Regions from separate parts of the Mus musculus genome. Here region 1 is linked to region 2. Evidence: chromatin contacts called from public Hi-C data. All regions are on one chromosome and are shown on one strand. Each heading gives the region's core, a stretch centred on a gene start, on an enhancer-like site or on the middle of the called end of the contact. The rest is flanking DNA. Distances are from core to core; before and after follow the strand shown.

Region 1 (5,116 bases), core at 2,292-4,791, 140 kb after region 2:
GGAGGCCTGTCAACCCTCTCAACAGAAAGAAACCTCCTGTCATCCTGGCTAAACCATGTGTGCTGCCATGTTAGGGATGCAAGGAGCAGGCTCCCAGGGCAGGCCACCCAGGGCAAGGATCCTGGAAGATGCTGTGTCTCTGCACACGGATAGCTTGAGGCTGCCTGCCCGGTTAAGATGCTATAGGAGGGGCAGGGCCTTCGTGGGAGGATGAGAAGCTCCAACATTAACTAAGGTTCTCAAACCCAAAGGTCCCCAGCATCTCTATCAGTGCTGACTCAATGCATAGAGCTGGCCTGACCCCAGACACCAGAGGTTGGGAATGAGGCCTGAGATGTCCACGTGCCTCAGGCTTCTGGTTGCTGCCCCTCCCTGCTGCGCCCCTTCCTCATCTTCTTCCTCCTCCTTCTCTTCTGAAGACAAGACTTTGAGAGTCTGCCTGCCATGGTGGTACATGGCACAAGTCTGTAATCCCAGGACGCAGGAAGCAGAGGTAGAAGGATAATTGAAAGTTTGAGGTTGGGCTGGTGAGATGGCTCAGTGGTTAAGAGTGCCGACTGCTCTTTCGAAGGTCCCAAGTTCAGATCCCAGCAACCACATGGTGGCTCACAACCATCCGTAATGAGATCTGACACCCTCTTCTGGTGTGTCTGAAAACAGCTACAGCATACTCATACACAGAAAGAAAAAGAAAGAAAGAAGGAAGGAAAGAAAGAGAGAGAGAGAGAGAGAAAGAAAGAAAGAAAGAAAGAAAGAAAGAAAGAAAGAAAGAAAGAAAGAAAGAAAGAAAGAAAGAAAGAAAGAAAGAAAGAAATATTAAAAAAAAAGAAAGAAAGTTTGAGGTCTGTGTGGTGTTTGTAGTAAGTGCTAGGTCAAGGAAGGCTACAGAGAAAGAGCTCACTTCAACAACAACACACACACACAAGAAGGAAGAGCAGAAAGAAAGGAAAAGAAAAGTGAAATAGAAGAAGAAAAGGATGGAAGGAGGGAGGGAGAGAAAGAGAGGCAGGGAGGGAAGGAGAGAGAATGAAAGGAAGGAGAAAGAATGGTTGAAGGGAACAGGGGAGCCAGCTCTGAGCCTTTGCTACTCTGAGTGTGGACCTCCGAGCAGGAGCTTTGGAGTTCCCTGGGAACTTTGGGTAAAATGCAGCAGGTCAAAGGAGTCCGCCCTGTAACTTCAGGAGATGGCTCCACACACTGAACTCAAGGAGGAAAGGACATCAGAGTCACCTGGGATAGCTGAGGCAAGCAGGTCTCTAAGTCCACCTTGGTTAAATAATCTGGTTATTCGAAGGGCAGGAGCAAAGAAATCATGTATTTGTCCCAGGAGGCTGAGGCAGGAAATCTGTAAAGTTGAGATCAGACCTCATCTTGGGAGATTAAGAGCTGGAGAATGGGGGTGGGGGGGAGAATTCGCCTGGTGAACAGAAAAGCCGAGGGCTCAACTCTCAGCCTGGGTGTATGCGGAGGGGTGAAGATCTGCCTGGGAAGACTACTAAATATGTAAATAGAAATAGGCCAGGCAGGGTGCTATCGAGCATGCCCTTAACCACAGTCCTTGGTAGACAGACAGATCTCTACATTCCAGGCCATTCTGACCTACATAGCAAGTTCTAGGCCAGCTAAGACTACATACTGAGACCCTGCTTCCAAAAAACAATAATAAAATAAAATAAAAAAGGGAGGCGATGGTGGCAATGGCTGAGAGATAAAGAAGACTTTTTCTTTTGCAGAGGACATGGATTGGTTCCCAGGAGCCACACAGCAGCTCACAGCCACTGGAAGCCCAGTTCCAGAGGCTCCAATGCCCTGCTCTGACCTCCATAGGCTTCTGTATTCAGGTGGTGTGGATAGACTCTCGGGCAGGCGACTCGGGCAGACTCACACACATGCAGACCCATAAGAGTCATCTTTATTTTCTTTTTCTTTTTTAAAGAGAAGAAAGATGAAGGAGAATGAGAAATACCAATATAGATTCACGTATCTGAACACCAGTCTTCAGTTGGTGGCACTGTTGGGAAGGCTACAGCGACAACAGCCTTGTTGGAGGAAGTATGCCACTGGGGGTAGGCTGTGAGACTTCAGAACCCCCCCCCCCACACACACACACACACACACACACACAGTTCAAGTTCAAGTTTGCTCTCTGGGTTGTTTGTGCTTGAGGATGTAATCCCTAAGCTTCCTACTTCTCCGAAGTCTCCTGCCTGCTGCCACCACGCTCCCTCACCAGGATGAATTCTCATCCCTTTGGAACCTTAAGCCAAAATAAGCTCTTTTTTCTCTAAGTCACCCGGTCATGGCATTTTTGCAACAGCAAAGTAATCTCTCCGAAGATGACTACAAGTTGACCCTTCTCTAGCATGGCTCCAGGTGAACGAAACAGTGAAAGTCGTGTGTGTTTTATAGAATGAAATTCACAACAGACGGGAGTGAAATGTAAACGTCTATTTCATCAACACAAAATATTAATTCAACATTGAATCAATATGAAAAACATTTTGATGAGGTCTAACATTCAGGAGACCTGACCCCATCCCCAGGAGAATACATACCCAGCTTAGTGGCACAGACCTGGAATCCCAGCACCCAGCAGGAAGAGACAGATAGGAGGCTCAGGGGTTCAAGGTCATCCGCAGCCAGACAGCAAGTTGGAGGCCAGCCTGGAATACATGAAACCCTTCCTTTTAAAACAGTAACGTTACTGTATTGTTCGTTTCTCTGTTCTAAGGCTTCGCCTTCCTAGGCACGTTTGCACGCATAGCAAATTGAGTCTTGTTTCAAGCACTTGGCAGCCTCACCTGGCTGGTCACCACATGGGATGGTTTGCTGGGCTTGCAATGTCTGTCCTTGAGGAAACCCAGGACTGATGGCACATACCTAGAATCCCAGCAACTTGTGGCATGAAGGTGTGAAGATCAGGAGTTCAAAGTCACCCTCACAGCTGAGACCTGGTCTCAAAAAACCAACAACAAAGCTGGTGATGGTTGCCATAGTAACTCCATTGATGGCTGGTACCTTAAGAAGCAATAGGGCTCAGGGAGGTGCTGGAGTAATGGCTCAGTGGTTGAGAACACTGGCTGCTAGAGGACCTGCAATCGATTCCCTGCACCCACACTGTGACTCACAATAGGCCCCAGGCACACACACAGGTATGACTGTTTTGTCTGCATGCATGTATATGTATCAATCATGTGTGTGCCTCGTGCCCAAAGAGGCCAGAGGAGAGTGTTAGATTACTGAGAACCGGACCCACAGATGGTTGTAAGCCACCATGTAGGTGCAGAGAATTAAGCACAAGTCCTCTCCCAGAGCAATAGATACTGTAAACTGTGGAGCCATCTCCAGCCCCCACAAAAGATGTCTTTTTTTAAAAGGGCAATTAGACTTCTCCCAGGAATGAACGCTGTTACCCACCAGGGTAGGTTCATCATCAAAGGAATGGGTTTGCCTGGACCTTTTGGCTTTCTCTCTGGGGAGTCTGAATTTACACAGGCCTGTTAGGAGACCGTAGTAAATATTTGACCATTAACCATCTTCCCAGAGTTGCTTTCTTCGTTAACCACACCCCATAACCCTCCTTCAGTACAAGGTTCATCTAGCTGTCAGCCAGAGAAACTGTTTTATTGAAAAGACTCATGACATAGTGAACAAAAGCTTAGGAAATAAACTCTAATCCCCAAAGGAGCACTCACTACAGCTCTACTCACACTGAAATATTCAATTTATAGCCTATATCGAATCCTCTGTCTATAATTTATTACCCTAAGTACAGAGGAGGGTTTTTTAATACAAACCAATTTCAGTATACTTTGCTATTTTTCTTGCCTCTGTTAAAGCAGAAATAGCAAATTTTACAGAGCGATTAGGAGACACATGCAATGGAGATTCACAGGAGAACCTCCTCCTACCTCCTGGTTTCCTTCAGACACCAGCTGGGAGTCCAGGATTGGGCTGGGTGTCCCGGACATTTGGATTGCAGCCTGGTCCCAGGTGGTTCTGATATACGCTGAGCACCACAGTTCTTAACGAAACAGAAATGGGGCCAGTGGTGTGGCTTGGAAAAGAAAAAGTGTTTGCTCTGCAAAGCTAATGACCTGAGTTCCATCTGCAAAAGCCATAATGGAGGAGAGACCCGAGTCCCAAAAGTTGTCCTCTGACACCACACACACACACACACACACACACACACAAATAATTGAACGGACTCAGAGAGCCAGGAAGAAAGGTACTGGGGACCCAACAGCATATAGACTAGACAACAACCTTGCCTTGTTAAAGTTGTTCGTAGCCAGGCAGTGGTAGTGCACACCTTGAATTCTAGCACTCAGGAGGCAAGGGCAGGTGGATCTCTGTGAATTCAAGGCTAGCCTGGTCTACAGATTGAGTTTCAGGACAGCCAGAGCTACATGGAGAAGCCCTGTCTTAAAGAAAGAAGGAGGGGGGAAGAGAAGGGAAGAAAGGAAGGAAGAAGAAACAAACAAAGAAAGAGATTTGTTTGTACTTGCTAGGTTTATGACACAAGCTAGTCATCTGAGAGGAGAGACCCCCCCCCCAAAAAAAAAGCCACCTCTGTAAGATTGGGTTGCAGGTAAGCCTGTAGGGTATTTTCTTAGCTAGTTACTGGTGTGGAAAAGCCCAGGCCATTAGGGGTGGTGCCACCCTGGTTTGGTGGTGTGGGTTCTATAAGAAAGCTGTCTGAGCAAGCCACAGGAAGCAAGCCAGTCGGCAGCGCCCCTCCGTGCTCCTGCCTCCAGATTCTCACCCTGCTTGAGTTCCTGTCCTGACTTCTTCTGTGATGAACTGTTAAATGGAAATGTAAGCCAAATAAACCCTTTCCTCCCCAAGATGTATTTGGGCATTGTGTTCCATCACAGCAATAATAACCCTAAGACACTGACGTTCCGAAAATAAGAAAGGACATAAATTTGTAAATTAAATAAACACTGAAGACTGTCCCGGAGCACAAAAAGCTTCACCAAGAAGTGGCATCTGACCAAAGATCCAAGAAGTGGAGGGAGAGGACAGATCTGAAGAAGAGTAACTACAATGGGGCAGACATTCTCTGCTTTATGATGCTCTCTCTCTCTCTCTCTCTCTCTCTCTTTCTCTGTGT
Region 2 (4,971 bases), core at 1,149-3,648:
CTCTTTTATAACCCCCAAGCATGTCTACATGTCTTATCAGCTTCATTGGGTTTTAAGCTATGCTAGGCAGGAATCACGAGACACCTGAGTATACCACATACCCCGAGACTGCTCCATAAATATTTGTCAAAAACAATAATAGGTTGAGTTCTTGCCATGCGGTAGGCATTTCTCTGTAGTGTTAAGGCCAGTTTCTCCATCGTCCTCAGTAAACATGATGAAGACGCTGTGTTGATCCTGCTTCACACATGGAGACACAGAAAGTTGCCCATCTTGACAAGAGCCATGCACTAACAAGTGTCTTTGACCCCAAAGCCAGCTCTAATCCTGTCTCTGTTGCAGGAGTTAACAGAACATAGATGATAGCCTATGTATAGAGTGTTCATTGCATAAAGGTACCCTCATATCCAAAGGTGCCTTTTTAAAAGCCCAAATTAAATATTCCACAAGATAAGAAAACTAAACTCCACCTCGAATGTTCCTCCCCGACTCTGTGGCAACACAAAGCCATGCCTGCTAACTCTCGGATGCTGACGTTCCAGTTGTGAACACCAGGCTAACGAGCCATTTGGTCCCCACAGGGGAAAAAAAAACAGTTTTCTGTCTAAGTCTCAACAGAAAAAGCTTGCTGATCCGAATTCTTGTACTTTATCTTCTTAATGTGAACATGTGTGTGTGCATGGTGTGCACCTGCACATATGTGCTTGTAAAGACTGGACAACAGCCTTCGGTGTCATCCTCAGAGACACCATCCATCTACTTTCCTTGAGAAAAGGCCTCTCATTGGCTGGAAGCTCATCAGTTAGATTAGACTTGCTGACTAGAGAGGCTCCACCGATCCTGCGGTCTCCATCCCTCAGGGCTGGGATCACAAGCAAACCACCACACTTGCCATTCTCAGATGGGCTCTGAGAATCCAATGGAGGTCCCTGTGCTAGCATGGCAACTGCTTTGCCAACTGAGCCACCTTCCCGGCCCTGGGTTGTCTTGATGTGAGATTCGAGGAAAACTGGCTCCGGGTGCAAGCGTTGCAACTAAATTGTTCTTTTTTTTTTTTTTTTTTTTTTCCAAATAACACCTCATTTCAATAAGCTGTCTCCAGTACTTCCCCATTAAAACCTCATGTATGGGCTCAGTGTCGGCTTCAAGGCTTCAAGTTGGTGCCTCTCAGGAAGCAAATACCCCTGAGAACAGAGGCTCGTTATTTGGTTAATAACAGTGGCAGAAAGCAGGGCGCTGTTTAGCGGAAAGCAATGGTCCAAGAAAAGGCCACTGATATTCCCAAATGCAGTGATGTCTCATTTTCCAGGCTAATTTCCCAGCATGAAAAATCCTAAGCACCAGGGCTGAAAAGGTTTCAGCCACACTGAATTCCCTGGTTTGGGACAAAAGATGTTGGGGTGGGGGTGGAGGAAGCAATCCTACTCATCTTATTCCCTGGTTCCCAAAGAATCAAAAATAAGGATTAAAATGGTCACCTTCACCTGGAAAAGTGGGGAGTGACAGTGTTGAGTCCTTTTAAATATGTGTGAGCCATAGAGAGCTCACAGACAAAGGTAAGGACCTCTCTGGACTCTGATGACCACAGATAGCAGCCTGTCTGTGCCCAAGACTGCGGTAGAAGGGTCATGACACACTCTAAATGAAGGTGTTGGTGGTTCAGGAAGAGGCAGCAAGCCTGTCTCCCCTCTCTCAACCCAGAAGCATTTTCACATTAAAGATGTTTGAGTCAGTCAGACTTTTGAAGAGCCGCTTTGACGTCAGAATGACAGCCTTGAGTCTAGCAGCCATGTGCCCAGCAGTGAGACTACAGATCTTCACAACATGTGTGGGTTTTCCCTAAGGAGGATGTTGGAGTAACTCCCACCCAAGGCCTGCGGAAGCAGTGTAGATTTTCTTACACACACGCTCTTCACTGAGCAAGGGGGAAGCATCAATCACAAACACTGTGTTTGCACAGGTCGTCTTTGTGCTGAAGCAAAGTATGCATGCATTCAGTTGACCAGACTTCTGTTCTGCCAAGTGGAGAGCTTGTTTTGGGGGTGGGGCTTGGGGAACCCCTCTGAAGCATTGCGGGGACAATGAGAGGTCCAGCTGTGAGAGGTCTGCCAGGAGTGAAGGATGCCTGGTGACAGGGACTCTCACCTTGTGTCTTTGGTCTTGTTTTTTAAAGAGCACAGGACCTGAGAAGTCAAGCCCAGCCAGTGCTTGTAAACCAATGGCCAAATGACTAAGCCAACCAGAAGACAGGAAGAGGCTAACCAGGGTTCAGAGAAGAGTAAACAGTTAACCCAGGCAGAGAGGTTGGGTACCAACAAGAGAGGGGCAGGGATGTAATCAAGGCCTTGAAGGATGTGTAAAGTTCAGAGGGTGGAGAAAGACAAGCCTGTCTCAGAACCATCCCTTTGGGAGCTGGGAGATGACGCAGTGAGGAAAGAGTTTGCCATGCAAGTGTGAGAACCTGAACAGAGCCCAAACACCCACATTTAAAGCCATAAAAAAAATCATTGATCCCAGGGCTTGCAGGCCAGCTGAACTGGTGAGCTTCCAGTTCAGTGAGATACCCTGTTTCAAAAACGAAAACAGAACAGCTGAGAGAGACACCCTCTGCCACACATGCATATGTACACACAGGCCCAGGAGCACACACACAGGCACACTCACATACACACTCACTTCTGGGGTATAGAGCCTTATGATTCAGCCCCCGAGGCTTTCCACAAATCTCCAGTTTTTCTAGAACTCACAGAGCAGACACCACCCAGAATTCCCCAAAGTGTCCCTCAGTGGCATTGCTGTTGCTGCTCAGGGCTTCCAGTCATGGTAGGGTCTGCAGGGGGTCCAATGGGTGGCAGCAGATGAATCCCGAACCTCCTTGGGACACCACAGTTGGCAGCCTAGACAGGAACAGTCGCAGTTCTCCTGAGGACAGAAAGGAAGAGCTGCAGGGTGCAGGCTGCAAGGGCTGAGATCTGACCAGTCGCAGGGGTCAGAAGGCTTCAGCTCTGGGCGATCATCCATTCATTTATGTACCTGACATTTCCCGAACATTTTTCACATTCTAGGCACTACAGGATGGCCAAATAAAAAAGTTCCCTTGTACAATTTATAGCACAAAGAATGAGAATCGATAGCTTTGTTTATTTGGTGCTTACTACGGGCCAGGAATGTCCAGTACTTTGCATTGATTACAACACTTAAGTAACATGAGGCCAAACCCAGCTTTTCAGCATCGCTGGCCAGTGTTGTCATCTACAAGTTCAGCCTCACCAACTGTGCAAATTATACAACAAAAACCTCCCCAGAACTTCCATAAGTTTTAAACAACTTTACAATATTGTACTGGGCACATCTATAGTCCTCCTAGGGCACATGTGTCCCATAAGCTGTACAAAAAAAAAATCTCTAAGCTACAACTGCACTCCCCAGGAAACAGACCCGGAGACTTGAGGCAAGAGTTCCAACTGGGATAGAGAGCCCTGGCATTTGACCTCAGCGATAAGATTGTCTCCCAGAGCTTCGGAAAGGGTCATCATCCATGAGGTTCACTCTGAGAGGGGACATCTGAGTAGCACACAGATGACGAGGACCCAGCCATGGCAGGATCTGAGAGAGGCGCTCTGAGGAGATTGCAAAGTTGAGGTTCTATGGAGGACATGTGGAGTACAGTGTGTCACAGGGAATATTTGAAATTGAGGAAGTCATTTATGGAAACCCATGACTGGGATAATGTCCACTCAGTGGTTGGGGCTAAAATGGAGGATACACTTGAGCCGTGCTCTCCCACACACGATCTATGCCACCATAGACTCCACCAGTCCTGCTCACACACTGAGCTTCCCTCTGTTGTGTAGAACCCGTGAGTCACCAATCAATCTCTCCCTCAAAGAAAGCATCCCAGCACACACTCTGAGATGTCAAGGGACTCTTGGGTCCCAGAGTGGCTGGTATACTAGAAAATACCAAATTCATGGTCCAGAACTTACCAAGAAAACCTGCCAAGAATGGTCAAGGGCTGTCTCCTAGAGACATACTTCTAGCCCTGTGATTGGCTGTCTTTTCCATCATTCATTGTATGGTAATGATTGACCTGGGGCTCGGGGAGGTGTAGGGAGATAGATCAAAGGGAAAGCATTTGTCACACAAGCCTGGGGACCAGGATTCAGATCTCCAGGACTCACAGGACACAGCAGCTCACACCTCCGATCCCAGCGTTCCTAGGAGGAGATGGGAGGTACAGAGAGGAGAATCTGCAGCTGCTCAAACATCATCAAACCCAGTGAGCCCGAAGCAGACAGTGGGGAAACCCTGTCTCAGACAATGTGGAAGGCCACCACTAACACCCAGTGTCGTTCTCCACGTGCGTTCCACGGCAGATAGATGCGCACCCTACACACACACATGTACATATGTGCATTTATACACACACACTCATACCACACACACACCACACACTCATACACATACACACACATGCACACACACATACACACTCACACCACACACACCACATACATACACACACTCACATACACACTCTCACACACACATTCACATACCCACACTTACACACACATACTCACACTCACACCACACACTCACATATACACACTCACACACATACACACTCACACACATACACACTCACACCACACACACATACTCACACTCACACCATACACATATACACACACATATGCAGAGGGAGATTTTAAAAAAAATGTTTTCTGAGTACAGAATCAGCATTAAATAGTCATCAGAGAAACTCCGTGCTAAGAACCTTAGAACCTAGTTCAAAGAAAGAAAATAGACAAGAGCGTCAGGGTATGATGGGCTTTGAATGGAAAGATGCAAACAGGATGGCTACAGAGCCATTGCTCTCTGCGACCCCCAGCAGTAAAAGAGTGGTCAGTTTGCCAAATACATCAGTGACCAACACTCCAAGGCCAGGCCAGAGTGAACCTGGCATTC

Evidence for each region. Hi-C and Micro-C count contacts between places; a contact is called where the count stands out from the background.
Region 1: a Hi-C map of liver shows a contact between it and region 2, with 2.4 times the contacts expected there. The contact joins two enhancer-like sites. A contact is called at or near these places in 11 of 484 Hi-C or Micro-C datasets (cerebellum, embryonic stem cells, liver and 2 more) and 1 of 9 other capture datasets (embryonic stem cells).

What each region holds. Positions count from the first base shown.
Region 1 is chr2:170,088,225-170,093,340 of GRCm38.p6, forward strand. No RefSeq gene overlaps it. Among named protein-coding and RNA genes, the nearest start is that of A630075F10Rik, 20 kb to the left of the region's middle. Within about 2 kb of position 3,542, at least 12 of the 459 cell types and tissues checked have an H3K27ac peak or open chromatin away from gene starts, as enhancers often do. A contact at or near this core is called in liver, where this site is marked.
Region 2 is chr2:169,945,168-169,950,138 of GRCm38.p6, forward strand. It overlaps a transcript of Tshz2 not described here. Among named protein-coding and RNA genes, the nearest start is that of AY702102, 16 kb to the right of the region's middle. Within about 2 kb of position 2,399, at least 9 of the 459 cell types and tissues checked have an H3K27ac peak or open chromatin away from gene starts, as enhancers often do. A contact at or near this core is called in liver, where this site is marked.